Regions from separate parts of the Mus musculus genome. Here region 2 is linked to region 1. The links are chromatin contacts, called in public Hi-C maps. All regions are on one chromosome and are shown on one strand. The core of a region is the stretch at or near the end of the contact, and the rest is flanking DNA. Distances in the headings are between cores, read along the strand shown.

Region 1 (7,564 bases), core at 1,492-3,991:
AAATATGAAGCTGCATTGATTTGCCCTTCAAATAACCTGTTACAACAGAGTAAACCTTGGAAAATTACAGACAACAGAGGACTTCTTTTGAACAACAATATCCACGGATAAGAACTAAAGTAGGCCTCACCAGCTATTAGGCTATTGAGTCATGATATAATTAGTTCTATAGTAAGGAACCTACCTTCAAAACCAACAATTATATCATATTAGGATTGCACCCTGCACCTCCTAAATACTCTCATTTTCCCACAATTTAAACTTTTTTAAAGGTCTCAATTTTTTTTTTTTTTTTTTTTTTTTAGAAAAAGCAAACACTAATCCTGAATACTCATCAGACATGACAGGCACTTGGAATAGACAAGTGGGAGAGGGCAAGCCACTAGAAGCTCTTTTTTTTTTTCTTAAAAGAATACTATTAGGTATTATGGCAGTTTATTTACAGGAGCATTTTCCCAGATATCTTCCCTGAAGTTTGAAAGGTAAGCACAAAGGTTCTTTAAAATATTTTCCTCTTTAGGGTGCAGTGGTGTATTCCTGTAACCTCAATTTTGGGAGGCAGAAACAAGAGGTAACCCTCAACTATAAATGCAGTTGCAGACCAGCCTAGCCTAAAGGAGTCGCTGCCAAATAAATAAATAAATAAATAAAGTCATCAAGCAATTAAATATATGCATACTTTCAAGGAACTCATTTGTTTAGCCCCCAAGTTCTCAAGCATAAAACCCGGGGTATTCTAGGCTTGTCACTAGAAAGCTCTATATTTCATCACCGAGCTCTCCGGCCTCACCTATTTTGTTTAGAAGAACCGATTCCTGAGCATCTGAGACTGCGTGTTGTGTAAGTGTATTACACAGACACACACGGGAATTCTCTGCTGTTTTCTGAGAGTCTAATTCAGTTTTGTGTGAAAGCTTGTATGACATTAACTTACATTAATCCACAGCTCTGTCTCCAGGCCTTGCTTTACCTCATCCTACCGACACACTTACTCTCCATACGGTAAAAATATATGGAAGGAGACACATTAGTATCTAAACGGTGGAAAGCCGCCCCCCCAAGAAAAAAGTAGCGCTCTACAGCAATAGGGGATATTTGCATGGAGGAGATCGAAATTTAGAGGAAAAAAGAACGAATTCATACACTGCATGTTTCCTCTATGTAAGCATTACACTAAATATCTGTTAGATTAGTCATGTTGCCTTGAGACTCTTCCATGTTTCCTCTAGACAACTGCCAATGCTCGCATGGCCTCTGATGAATAAACATGCTGTGACTTGCTCCTAAGGAAACGCCTGTCATGTTCCAGGGAAAAATGACTTCTTCACTCTTAAACCAGGGGAAAAAAAAAAAAAAGAACGACTTTCATTCATTGCTTACAAAGTCGCCTGTTCCTTAATGTTCCAATTTCCGGAATTTTCATACTCTGCTTAAGGCATTTCTAGGTTCTGATTAACAAAGAAAAAGAGAAACTGGGGGTGCTTTATGGCAAAGAGGCTACATGACAGCAGTGAGGCGGTCTCACCTAGGACAGGGTTGTGTAGCTTGACCATTTACTACGACAAAGGTTATTCTCAAGTTCTCCTTGGCCCTTGCAGGACTACCTGTTCCCACCACTGTTTACCCAAACGTTTAACAGAGTGATGTTTAGCATATTTGGCAGGAAGGCATGCTTCATTTAATATTAACTCACCATGTGACAGCCCCTTCCCTTCCAATCGCTCCTCAAACACGTGACGGTAAAAAAAAAAAAAAAAAAGTATAGGTGTTTGCCAATGCGACTGACTTCGCACTCGGCTTTGGCATCACCAATTGGCCAGAAGCACATACACACACACACCCCCAGTCAGAGGCGAGCACCCCGCCTGCTCCCGGAACTGTCAAGCCGGGCTGACAGCTGGCACACCTTGCTGCGCCCTCCGTGGACTTTCAGGAAGCCCCTTCCTTGCAGTCACCTTGACAGAAACCATCCTCCTGGGCTGGAGCGCTTGGCTGTGGAAACTTTTCCTTCCTTTCCCGGAGCGCGCTTACAGGTGTCGTCCCCCCCGCCGCTACAGAGCCCCAACAAGGGGCCCTTTGTTACCACTTTTGCTCCGGGACTCCTCACCCAACGCCTGCCATTCGCCTGGCCTTCCGTAACCCCGATCGGAAAGCTTGCCCAAAGTACCGAACCCCCCACCCCGACTCGTCCGGGAGGACGCAGTCTCCCGCCCGCGTGTGGGTCGGCCCGGGAGCCCGGCGGCCCCGCGGGGAGCTCGCCTCGGGCAGGTGAAGCGCGCGAGGCCTCGGCGGCCGGGAGGGAGGCTTACTTACCCTGCGGAGCCCGCGGGCTGCATGGCGGGGGTGCGGGGCGCGCTGCGGGGTAGGGGATCCGGGACGCTGCGGTCCATCGCGCTGCTGGCCGCGGCGCGGGCTCGGGCTCGGAGGCGGCGCGTCACTGCTAGGGTGGGAGAGGCCGGCGGGTCAGGGCGGGAGCGGCCGGGCCAAGAGCCCGCCTCGACCCACGGCAGCCAGGGGCGGCCCCGCCTCCCCGGGGCGCTTCCACCTGCCGGTCGGTCCCTGCCCGAGGGCGCCGCGACGACGGCTACAGGTCCCCGCCCCGGCCGCAGCCCGCAGCCAGTCCCGGGCGAAGGGGCGGCGCGCGGCAGCCCGGGCTGTGAAGGAGGAGGAGGAGCGGACCGGGCGCGGGACGGTCGCCACGCCCGCAGTGCTTGGGCTCCAGCGGCCCGCTGCGCACCAACTGAATCCCGTGCAAACTTTTCCGGAGGAGCTGCGAACCACAGCGCCCCCGCCTTCCCAAGCCACTGCCCGCTTTAGGGGACCCGGCCCGTCCAGGCTCCGCTCCTCCCCCGCACGGCTAGCTCGGACGCCCGGAGCGAGCGCGCGGCGGAAAGCGGCCGGCCCCCGGCCGCCGCGCCCGCGCCCCAACTCACCCTGCCCCATGGCCCTGCCGGGAGCCCCGAGCTCGCAGCCGCCTCGGCCACCTCGCTCTGCAGAAGTGAGGGTGACGAGGTCAGCATCGGAGCGAGCAGAGCAGCCAGCCGGAGAGGGGACGGGTAGGGCGAGCGGGCGGGGACGTGGAGCGAGGAGGAATTTCCTACCCCACCCCGCACCCCTCCGCGGAGCACGCGGCTTTTAGGTACCGCGGGGGAGGCCGGTGGAGAGGAAGCGTCTAGGCTGCTCGTTTTAGTCCCCACTGACACTGAGTAGCTTTGGGAAGCCTCGCGAACCCAAGAGGAAGAGTGGGCGGACAGGGAGGCTACCTGGCCAGCAAAACCCCAGGGAGGACCCAAGCTGTAGCGGAAGTGAGGAGAGCTCATGGACCGAGTCCTGCTGATTGACCACCTGCAGTCTGACCTTCGAAGTGCAGGATTTTCTTTTTAACCTTACTGACCCCTACGGTTGCTAGCCCTTAAAAGGCACCTCTGACATTGTGATCTTTTTAATCCCTGGCAGGTTTAAGCTCGTCCAGTCTTCCCAGACATGCCTCTCTTGATGTAAACAGCCAACAGCTGGGATTTGAGGACTGGACGTTCTCATGATGACAGTCTATAAGCTAAGAAAGAACAGCAGAGATTTAGTGGCCTCCTGGAAGTTTCACAGGAATAAAGGAATCTCAGACAGTGCTTGCTTGTTTGTAGTTTCGGTTCCTGCAAGAGTTCTTCTCAGAGGAGACGTGCCACCTGACAACCGGGTGCATATTGTCTCCTTACCCTTAGACCCTTGCCAACTGTTTTAAAGTAAATCATATTGATGAGTCCAAAAGCGAACATCAGGAAATAATGCTAAATTAAAAATATATAAATGGATACCTCAAGTGGCAAATCTGTAGGCATAAAAACATGATGTAGGATAACAAAGGACTTAACATTTTTGGTTCACATTAAAATTAAACTAGTATTTATAACCCGTGCTTAATTAAAGGTTCTTTGTTGCTCATTCATTACAACCACCACCAATAATTTCTGGAACCAAAAGTACTAACTACTACTCCACATAATTGGATTTTGTCTCTTTCCTCTCCCTTGTGGTGAATATGGTCTCAGTACATCTTTGAATATGAAATGGAGGTGAAGATCGTGGTGACTTCTGCGATGACTGTGTTAGAACTCTATCATTAAAAGTTGCTTTTAAATAATTTGACTAATAACGAGGCAATTGTTTGAAATGGATCTGGATTTTAGACTTTAAATAATAACACTGGTTTGACAAGTTCATGAATCCTTTCTGACCGTAAATGGATAAGCAGATTTACAGCTGTTGCATAGACAGGCTGTAAATAGCAAGGAACACTGAAACTACTTAAAGTTTATAACTTTGAATCACAGGATCAAGCACTTAATTAGTTTCAACCTTGATTTATGGCATCCTAGTACTATTATGGATTCCAGTTAGGCTAATCTTTAAGAGATTTTTACAACATTTCGTAACTGCTGAGTGCAATTTTCATGACACCACTTTTCCCTTACATCCTTTTGTTCTTGGGCACCGGGCAGGGTCATACTTTCCACACACTGAAATTGAGCCTACCCAAATGGCTTGCTTGACAAGTGAGATGTTTCATTTCCTGGTAGAATCACGTTAAGGAGAGTGCTGAGCCTGCTGTAACCTACTCTTGTCATCCTGCAGAGATGGGTCAAGATGGAGGTGACACTAAGTTGAAGGATCCTAAATATGTTACACTATTACCCTGAGCACCTCTTCTTGGAGAGGCTCGGGGTTTGCAGCAGAATCCCCCAAAGCACTAATTATCTATTTTGAGATTAAGTCAATAAACTGTTCAGCATCTTTCAGAACCAAGACTATACTTCATATTCTTATACATTACTGTCTATGCTGTAATCTTGTAACTGCATAATTTATCGGCAATGGTAATCATTGTTTTTAAATAACCCCCCTTTTTTTTAACATAATGCTGGAAAACAGCCCCTTCCCAGTCCCTCTGAAAGTTGTCCAAGTCTGTCCAGATGTTGCTCCATTTTCTTGTTTGGAAATCTCCCCTCCAATTTCATCCAATCATCATCAATGCAGGGATTGTCTCAGATATTATCACTTTGGAATAATAGCACGGATAGAAATAGCCCTTTCTCTCTTCAACTGATTTGATTGTTAGGTGGACAACGGCTGCTGCACCTGTTTCAGTTAGCTTTTCATTGCTGTGATCAAAATACCACACAACAGCAGGGGAGTGGGACTGATTTCAGCTCCCAGTTTTAGGGACTTAGAGGTATCTGCTCATCAGGTCAGGAATGGTGTGATGGAGAGCGGCAGTCCATGCATGGTGGCCAGGAAAACGAGAAAGGCATGTGCCAGCACTGGGCTGGCTTCCTCCTTTTTTTCAGGTTTTATTTCCTATGAGCCCTTAACCCAAGAGAAGGTACTGCTCACAACTGGACTGGTTTCCCCACAGCAGTTCATCTTTCTAGAACTGTCCTTGTCCACAGCTCCATGGGTATGGTTTTATTAATCTGGGTGATCTAAGTTCAGGAAAATGGACAGTGACAACTGACTGTTACACAGACTAGGAGGGGTTTGGATAGAAGAGGCTTTGCGCGCACCCTTGTCTTCTAAATGCAGCTCACACCACAGAAGACAGTCTGCAAATATTTGTGGAATAGGGAAATGGAAGAAATCTTAAAGATTTCACTTAAGAGATTTGTTGTGTGACAAAACTTTTCCCCGGGGAGATGCAACACATATCTACTCACCCCAATTAGGAAACCTGAAACAGACCCAAGTACAGATACCACTAAAGTCTGATTTGGTGAACCAATGAGTTTGATTAGGGTTACTTACAGGAGCAGAAATTACTCCAAACACTTGTATCCCAAAAGCCCACCCCATGGAACACACTGAATAGCCTACAGGCAGCTCCACAATTAGGAGATGTCCTTTCTAGGTACGTCAGTTGGTCTAACCCCCTTCCAGACAGCTTGGCTGGGCTCTGCTTCTATCAGGCAGCTCATCTAGTCTCAAGAGTCTTTTTTGCAGACTTTCTTCTTCGTGAGAACCTTCCTGGAAGCTCAGTTTGTCTGAGTCTTCGTAGGCAACGTGGCGTCACTTGATCTGAGAGGAATTCTCTGCTTTTGATTACTCTGACAGGGAAGTACCTAGTCAATCTCATGAGTTTCAGGGACTTCCTGAAGCTCTCTTGAGTTGTTTACTTTCCTGCGTAAGGAGCTTTCCAACAGGATGGAATGCTTTAATCTAGGAAGAAACTGTTAAACAACATTCTTAAAACAAAGGAGTCTAAGAAGGGCTTTTTAGTTCACAGGCCCTGGAGGATGACTGAAAACAACAGATGGGAGGTGAGTTGGCCCTTATAAGGAGGAAACATTGGTCCTTCTTGCTTGGGAGGTGAAGGCAGGAAGAACATAAAGCTCTGCCTTAGCTACATACTGAGTTTAAAGCCAATCTGAGCTACACAAGACTCAAAATAAATGTCAGGTTTTCTGTGCACATCCTTGAGTGATAACTTAGTGATTGTCCGGGTTCTGTAGTAGAACAGAATTTATAAAACACATGCACATACACACACACACACACACACACAGAGAGAGAGAGAGAGAGAGAGAGAGAGAGAGAGAGAAACTCATTACAGTGCCTAACACTGTAGTCCAGCCAGTCTAACAATGGCTGTATACAAATGGAAGGTCCAAGAGTGTTATTCAATCCATGAGGCTAGATATCTCAGCTGATCTTCAGTATATGCCAGAATCTCAAAGTAGGCTCTAATACCAGTGAAAGGATGAACCAGCCAGCAAGAATGGGGGCAAACAGGCAAAGAGGGAGACCTTTCTTCCATGTTGTTTATATTAACTGCCACCTGAGGTAGAGGCCAGATTAGGGGTAGATCTTCCTACCTCAAAAGATATGGATTAAAAGTGGGTTGCCCCACTTCAAATGATTTATTTAAGGAAAAAAAAATCCCTCACGGGCTAGAGTGATGCTCAGAGATTAAGAGCACTGATTGCTCTTCCAGAGCAGTCAATTCCCAGCGTTCAATTCCCTGAGTTCAATTCCCAGCAACCTCATGGTGGCTCACAACCATCTATAATGAGATCTGATGCCCTCTTCTGCTGTGTCTGAAGACAACTACAGTATACTCATATAAATTAAATAAATCTTAAAAAAAAAGATTAATAAAAAAAAATCCCTCAAAGGTGTACTCGGCTGCTTAGGTTTTAGTGCTTGACAAACAAGAACAGCCAATACACCTAGCTTGAAAATTCTCACTGTGGAGTAGTAATAAGAAAGTAAACGTATATACTGGGGTGGTTTGAGTGAAAATGGCTCCCATAGACATAGTGAGTGCCATTATTGGAGATGTGGCCTTGGTGTGTGTAGCTGTGAAGGGGAAGCCTGGATTGCCATGGAGACCCCAAGATACTGAAGATGTCAGAGCTGTGGGATAACTAAGGAGAGCTGTTAACAGGGAGTTAATAAGAGAGAGAAGTATGCTTCATTAAACAAAGCTGAAAGAGGTTGGAGATCTGAAGATCTGACATTAGACATAGAGATACAGTTTGGAGTTTTGCCTGTTGGTTTTCCTTCTTGTTTTTGG
Region 2 (7,564 bases), core at 2,077-4,576, 920 kb after region 1:
GTGTTACACCTGTCCTTATCACCATTATGTCTATTATTTAATGTAATCTGCCTCATTTTGAATAACTATATGCATTATCTTATGTTATGTGCAATATCGTAAGGCAGGTGTAATGAGACCAATTGTGTGTGTGTTTGTGTGTGTGTGTGTGTGTGAGAGAGAGAGAGAGAGAGAGAGAGAGAGAGAGAGAGAGAGGTGTTGGGGGAGAGGAGCAGGTATGCCTTCTCATGCAAGTGTATATGAGCAAGCCCTAAGGGCTTTGAGAAGTGTTTTGAGAAATGGTGCCATTTGAGTAACAGGCATCTGTTTTCTTGCTGAGGTCCTGCCCCAGAGAACGTCATTAATGTGTCTGCTGGACCGGAAGGAACACAGAATTTCACAGAGAATCAAAGCTCTTTTTGATGAGGACATTTGATAAGAAATATCTTGAGCTGTAGTTATGCTGGGATCCTAATTACTGAGAAACAGAAAAGCCATGTGCAGAAGTCTTTCTGTCAGGCAGGCCTAACACTGCCAGACTTGTTTTCTCATTCGTTCACTCGCTGAATCTCAGAGACATAAACCTTAAAGGCAGGTTTTGAGAACGGGAAACTTTAAAGCCGATCGAAGACAAACTTGATGTTGTGACTGCCGTACCTTTGTCGGTTTTCTCTAGTATGAGAAAAAGGGTAAACCTCACTCACTAAGAGAAAGAACTGAGGATCGTGTTGTGTTTGACACCACATTAGAGATAATAAATATCACTAAATGGCTATGTAGATGGATGCCAGCAAAAGCTTGTGAGACAATTCCTGTGATTATATTGGAGAAGTTTTAATGATGGAAGGGTGGCAATTAAACACAATGGTAAAACGACACGCAGCGACTGATTCGTTGTGCATTTAAATACATTCTGAACGCAAGGCTGAGATGCCTGGGAAGGAGGAGCCTGACAAGCCTGCAGAGAGTCACACAGAAGCTTGAGTTCCTGCTGGACTTGGTGACACAATGTTGCTTATTGCTTAAATCTATTTTCCTGTTATTTGTAGCTAAATGCATTACAGTTGATTCTAGATCAATGGATTTACTTCTAGTGGAGCATATTCTTTACAATAGCTACAGTACGCTTGTCTTTTCCCCCTAGACAATGCTCCACTGTACTAGAAGATTTAGGAAACTCTGTAATTGGAAATTACTCTCCTGAGCCATGCTGGGTGTGGAGCCATTTAAAAGGCAGTGCTGTGGGTGTCCAGAGAGTTTTAACGACTTTTTAGAAAATACCTAGAAAGAAACTTCCTTCCCTTAGTCAGTGGGAGATGCCAGAGACTAGAAATAACTTTTTTTTTTCTTTTTGCTTATGATAGCGACCACTCTCCCTTTGTTTTTGTTCTTGTTCTTGCTTTTGCTTTGGTTTGGTTTTGTTTCCTTTGTTGCCTGTGTGGCTCGTCACTGATCCTCATATACAAATTTATACTTTTCAAATATCTACATTTTAAAAGATATCAGAACTGGTAACAATGCAGTTAATGAGATATATTTTATTTAATTCAATATATCCAAGTTATCGTTTCAAAATTCAATCAAAATTTCACAAGTTCATTTACAGTATTCATTTCATACTGTCTTTCAGATCCTGAATGTATCCTGTACTTCTAGCATATCTCAAGTGTTCAGTAAACAGTATAGGGGTATACATGTATCTTCTCTGTTTCATCCACAGCATACAATACTCAGCACATAATATATAGCAGCAAGCTGCATTGCCTTGCTCTCTGAAGCAGCATTAGACTAGTGTTATTCTTTTCCCAGGTCTGATTTAATTCAATCTTACATGTTTCTAATGCAGAGGTGAGATACCTAATACCTAATACCTTGGTGGGCACAGGGGATGTCATGACCTCATCTGTCCTTAAGGATGTTCTTATTATTCTCTATAGAATGTCACTTTTTTTTTAATGCTATTGGTTAGAAATATTACAGTGCATTCTAGGGATGCTGATCTTTCGACTACACATTGACTGGAAATATAAATGAATCGAGTACTGCTTTTTCCTGGGTCAAGTAGAATAGTTATGCAAGGTACAAACGCTTAGACTAGAATCAAGTCTTTGTTCTTTTCTCTTTAGGTTAAAAGTGTTTTATGTATGGTTACTTAAGTGGCAAGTATCTTAGCAAGTAGATTAAGAGTCCAAACATGTATTATTGTAGAGACCATAAATTTTAATCAAACAAATGATTGTTGTTTTTTAAGGCTGACATTTAGACACCTTTATTAACTTCCTACTCATAGAACAGGAACCATAGCATTGTAAATAGAGCTATTTGTGTAGACCTAAACATATCTTTCCAGTTCATTTTCATTTTTTAAAAAAAAATCCCTTAAACTAGCTACACCCCAGAAGCTTCCCAGCAGAAATCCCATTCCTGGACTCTCCTGCAGCTCAGTGTGTGGCACACTTGATTTCTGGTCAGCAGAGTACATCATAGAAATGTGTCTGCCACTTCTGATAGTAGCCTTAGAGCAGAGGGGAGGGTGCATTTCCTCTGGGCTTTTCTGTGATGGCCAGAATTCAGGCAATAGGCAGAGCTGGGGCAGCCACCATAAACCATACAGTGGGAATGGGACACCAGAGAGAGAAGAGGCCTGGGCTGCTACATTCATGAGAATGTAGTCAGAGCAAAAGTTCTAGCCCACCTACCTAGGCTTACATAGAAAACCAGTTTCTGGTTTCTTTCATTGCTTACTGATATTTATTGTCTGTAACTTGCCACTGAAGCTAACACATGTCTAATCCATAAGAGTTTTAAGAGTTAAGTAGGCTAGCATATGCAGAATGCTTCCTGTTGTGTCTGGCACACAGAAACGCAGGTGCTTGATGCATGACTGCTGTTCCTCAGGATAAAGTACTGCCTTCAAAGGTTACTGTCAGAGTCAAGTGGCAACTGTAAGAGAACATGGTTTCTAATCTGGGAGTTTGAGAAAGCATGGTACGAGTGTTGCTCATCTTCATTAAATTAGTATAGGGGGTTAGCCAACTGCCAGTGATCTACTTAGATCAATCCACTTAATGAAAATTGGATACAGACTTCTTCGCTTTTGCTGGGTTTACTTAGTTTTAGGCAATTATGAATGCCCATAGCCTTGTCCTTACATTTAAAGCTAAGACACTCCTTTGAGTAGTGGAAAGAAAACTGTTAGATCCTGATGAGACTGTGGCCTATGCCATCTGTTTACTTTTAGCTGAACACACTCACGACTACAGGCTGGAGAGCTGGAGAGCTTAGCAGGTTGTGGCATTTGCTGCCAAGTTTGACAAGCTGACTCCAATCCCAGCAACCCACTTGCTGGACGGGAAGAAGCCATTCCTCCAGCTGTCCTCCGACCTCCACACGTGCACCCTGGCACATGCACACAGCCTCAGTAAGTAAGTAAGTAAGTAAATGTATGAAAGCTTTAAAGTGCATCATTCTAAAAAATCACTGTAGTGTTTATGATTAAAATAAATCACAATCTTAAAGGCTTGAAGAAAATCCCTGAAACTCCACTCCAACAATTTAATGAACAAATGATTATAAATAAAGGGTTTGTTTCCTGCATGAAAAGCAGGTTAACATGTTCCCTGCAAATAAAAAGAGGAACGAGGAACAGAAACCATTCCTTGAGGAAGTCCAAAACTTAGCATTCAGACTCGTAGACAGCAGCTGTTTTGCTTTCTTTTCCAAATTAAAACATCTCCCTCACAGTCAGCTATTGGATGGATCACAGGGCCCCCAATGGAGGAGCTAGAGAAAGTACCCAAGGAGCTAAAGAGATCTGCAACCCTGTAGGTGCAACAACATTATGAACTAACCAGTACCCCAGAGCTCTTGACTCTAGCTACATATGTATCAAAAGATGGCCTAGTTGGCCATCACTGGAAAGAGAGGCCCATTGGACACACAAACTTTATATGCCCCAGTACAGGGGAACGCCAGGGCCAAAAAATGGGAATGGGTGGGTAGGGAAGTGGGGGGGAGGGTATGGGGGACTTTTGGGAGAGCATTGGAAATGTAATTGAGGAAAATATGTAATAAAAAAAATTAAAAAAAAACATCTCCTGGATATTTTTTTTAATATAGGTAGATGTTTATCTGTCTCAGTTTTATACCTTCAAGGAAGACATTTATACATTTTTACTATTTCATTAACAGTTGTTAATAAATTATTTGTAAAATAAACAAGACTTCCTAAAATGAGTATAGTTAACAATTTAGCATCATGAGAATAACATTAGGTAATTAAAAAATGCTTAGCAAAACTTCTGACACACAGTTAGTGATGAATAAATAATCAAATGATGGTATTACAATGATGAATAAAATTGACTGAAGCCAGTACATTTTTATTTCTAGAGAAGTGCTTTATTGTGTATTACATATGGCTTTGTATGTAATACTCACCACTGTATTGTTCTGCATATGTATATTCTTCATTATATTGTATGTTTTCATGTTAAAGTCTCCCACTTAGACTGTGTCTTGTGGTGTGTGTAGGCACTGTGTTCTAGCAATCGGGTTGATTGTTAGACTCAGGTCTCCTCTTTACTGGATCTGCCCAGGCAAAATGGAACAAATTTGTTTTTGACTGTCCTTCTGTCAACAGCTAAGACAAAAGAGAAGTTATTTGCTTTTAGGCATTTAAAAACTTATAAATAGAGATTATCTGAAGAAAGATGCCTGCTGGGTAGGACTTGGCGACAGCCTTCTCTATAGACACAAGGTCTGACAATGACAGTGAGGCCTTTGAGTGGTGCTTAAGCTATGTGTTGCAACCCCATTGGAAGGTTACCTGACCTTTTCCCAGGGGTCATATATCAGATACCCTGCAGTCAGATATTTACATTATGATTCACAACAGTAGCAAAGTTACAGTTTTGAAGTAACAATGAAAATAACTTTATGGTTGAGGGTCACCACAACGTGAGGAACTGTGTTAAAGGATCCCAGCATTAGGAAGATTGAGAGCCAGTCCTATGGCTAAGGAGGAGCTGAGGGAATCTGTGGGGTCCCAGGAAAGTGAGGCAAGGATGGCTAAGGGCTCTGGGGCAGAGCCAGCTCTGTGTGACAGATCCTCACCCAGCAAGGACAAATGGTAAGTTTCTCTTGGTTGACAGAGGCTTTCTCCTTTTAAATCTAATTGATTTGCCATTGCCAAAACATTTTATGTATAGTTATACTAGAGCTGAAAAATGACTGGAAAGGAAGAAAGGTGGGGAGGGGAGAACAGTAGTTTTCAAATGCAAACATACTCTTCTTCAGTAGGAACACAGGTAAATGATGTTAGGATAAGTGAATCCAACCGTACCCCCTTTCTTGAACGGCAATATCCAGAAACGTATATGCATAGAATGTCAGCCACATGACAACAGCACCTCTGTAAGACACCGCTGCTGGAGGTTCAAATTATCATGACTTGGTGAGATATAACATCGGCCCCAGGAACATTTCATAGTTTTTGCTAGCTCTGTGAGCTTGGAATCCATTCCTCAAAACATCAGGGATGCTCCATGCATGGAAGAGATGACACCTTACCATGAAGCATCCTCCATGTGGTAGGCAGCTTTGTATAATTTGTAGAAAGCCCTTGCTGGAAGAGTTTCACTTGAGATGGCTGAGACACTAGGGCTGAGTGACTTCCAATAGCATCATACCCATCAACGTGTGGCGTTCACAGAGCTATAGAATCAAGGATTTTTGGATAAGCTTGGAAATTGTAGATTATAGTTTAGAGAAATGAAGCATTGAAGAGTACTTTTACCTAAGCTTAGATATCTAACAATCTCTTTTTAGTAAATAATATTACAATATTAAATGAATGTCAACAGACCTATTTACTAATACATTGATTTTAAAGGGAGGTGGAGGGGGGTGGAAGAGAGGAAACCCTAAAAAAGGTTGGAAATCCTGGCATGGTGGCTTGCACCTGTAATTCAAGTTCTTGGGAAGCAGAGGCACAAAGTTCAAGGGCAGTGTGGCCCATCACAGGGAGAGAGCCTGGATGCATAAGCACAAGAGGCACTTTCTTAAGAGAGAAAAGAGAGTCTGGAGGTGTGCCAGGTGTGCCCTCTTTTCATTCCCATCTTCCCTCAAGGCTGGTTTTGCTGGCTTTTCAATCCACGTTAAATACCCAAAGAAATTCTCCTGTAAGATTTTAGGAAAGTGATGAAACCCCAGGTATTGGTGATATAAGATGATGTAAGTGTTCTGACTAAGCATCACTACTAAAGTCCAGACAATTTGCTGTGAGTGAGTTCTGTGACTGCATAGGACTGGAGAAGATGTCAAAAAGACCAGTTGTCTGTGGTCACATTCAAATAAAGTGTTTTCTAAATTCTTCCAAAGGGTAAGGATGATGAAATCAACATTCAAATCTGAGCACCCTATGGAATTCTTCATACATGCTAGACAGCAGAGAAACAACAGGACATCTCTGGAGTACCTTTAAATGTCCATGTACTTCATTGAGAAGTTTACAAGTTGGTTTTATAGTAAATAACCCTTTCAAAGATAAGTTATACTGATTTTACATACATGTACAGCTAGATACACAGAAAAAAAAATAACTTGGCCCATCCCTTTCAGCATTTATGACTCAAATTCATGCTTCCCATCCTTGCTATGTAGAATCCCCTAGAAAATATAATTTATAAATGTATTTAATTTATTCTTAGTGTATATGCATGTGTGTGTGTGTGTGTGTGTGTGTGAATATGACTTTAGGAGTACACTTATCACAGCACCAGTGTGGAGGTCAGAAAAATAACTTCAAGGAGTTTGTTCTCTTCTACTGTGGCATGTGATGACCAAACTTGTATGGGAGGCACTTTTACTCATGGAGCCATCTTAAACACTAATTCTTAATTTTAGTCCATATTATACGCCCAAGGAAGCTTGATGGGCAACTAGTCTAAGCAACCCCAACCATTCTATACTAATAACAACAAACCAGGGAATCTACTGTATAGTGAAGCAGGATTGTGAAAAGGCCATTCATATAAGAGAACTCCAGATGGCTGACACAGATATGGTAGTGTTAAATCTTTCTGATAACCAAGAGGCTCAAGTTAAACTGAGATTTCCCTTTATACACTGTGAATCTGTAAACATTACAACCTTCCAGAATACCAAGTACTGTCTAGACTGAGACATAAGAACCTTGTTACAAGGTGTGTGGCTTTCTAGAATGAAGTCAGTTTACAATATTTGAAAAAAATTAGTATGCATACCCTAGACCTAGCAATGGCATCTACTGTTACTTTATAGGTATGGGAACTGGTGACAGATAAGATTCAATGTGAAAAGAATGGATAACTAAAATATATTGGAAGCACAGTATGAAATAATATGCAGTGGGTAGGTGGAATGAGTGATGACGTATAACTCCATGCTAACTATAGTGTGGAGAGAATGCAAAGTACGCCAGAGAACAGGATGTATTGTTAAGTATGTAAATTAATTCCATGCACATAATAAGCTTACTTATTTTTTCAATGACAAATACATTTATATATTCAATGACATGCATGGAAATTTCTAGAATGTCTAG

What was found. Hi-C and Micro-C count contacts between places; a contact is called where the count stands out from the background.
Region 2: a Hi-C map of bone marrow-derived macrophages shows a contact between it and region 1, with 9 read pairs. The contact joins the enhancer-like site here to the promoter of Cobll1 in region 1. A contact is called at or near these places in 1 of 484 Hi-C or Micro-C datasets (bone marrow-derived macrophages), 2 of 115 datasets of contacts at active chromatin or transcription factors (embryonic stem cells and pancreatic cancer cells) and 1 of 9 other capture datasets (embryonic stem cells).

The regions. Positions count from the first base shown.
Region 1 is chr2:65,236,050-65,243,613 of GRCm38.p6, forward strand. It overlaps Cobll1 (Cobl-like 1), which reads right to left and starts at 2,742. Exons shown (of 14, transcript NM_177025.6): 1 at 2,314-2,742. The coding sequence starts at 2,390. It overlaps Gm13594 (a long non-coding RNA gene), which reads left to right. Exons shown (of 2, transcript XR_001783320.2): 1 at 1-2,033; 2 at 3,457-4,147.
Region 2 is chr2:66,155,080-66,162,643 of GRCm38.p6, forward strand. No RefSeq gene overlaps it. Among named protein-coding and RNA genes, the nearest start is that of Galnt3, 34 kb to the left of the region's middle. Within about 2 kb of position 3,327, at least 9 of the 459 cell types and tissues checked have an H3K27ac peak or open chromatin away from gene starts, as enhancers often do. A contact at or near this core is called in bone marrow-derived macrophages, where this site is marked.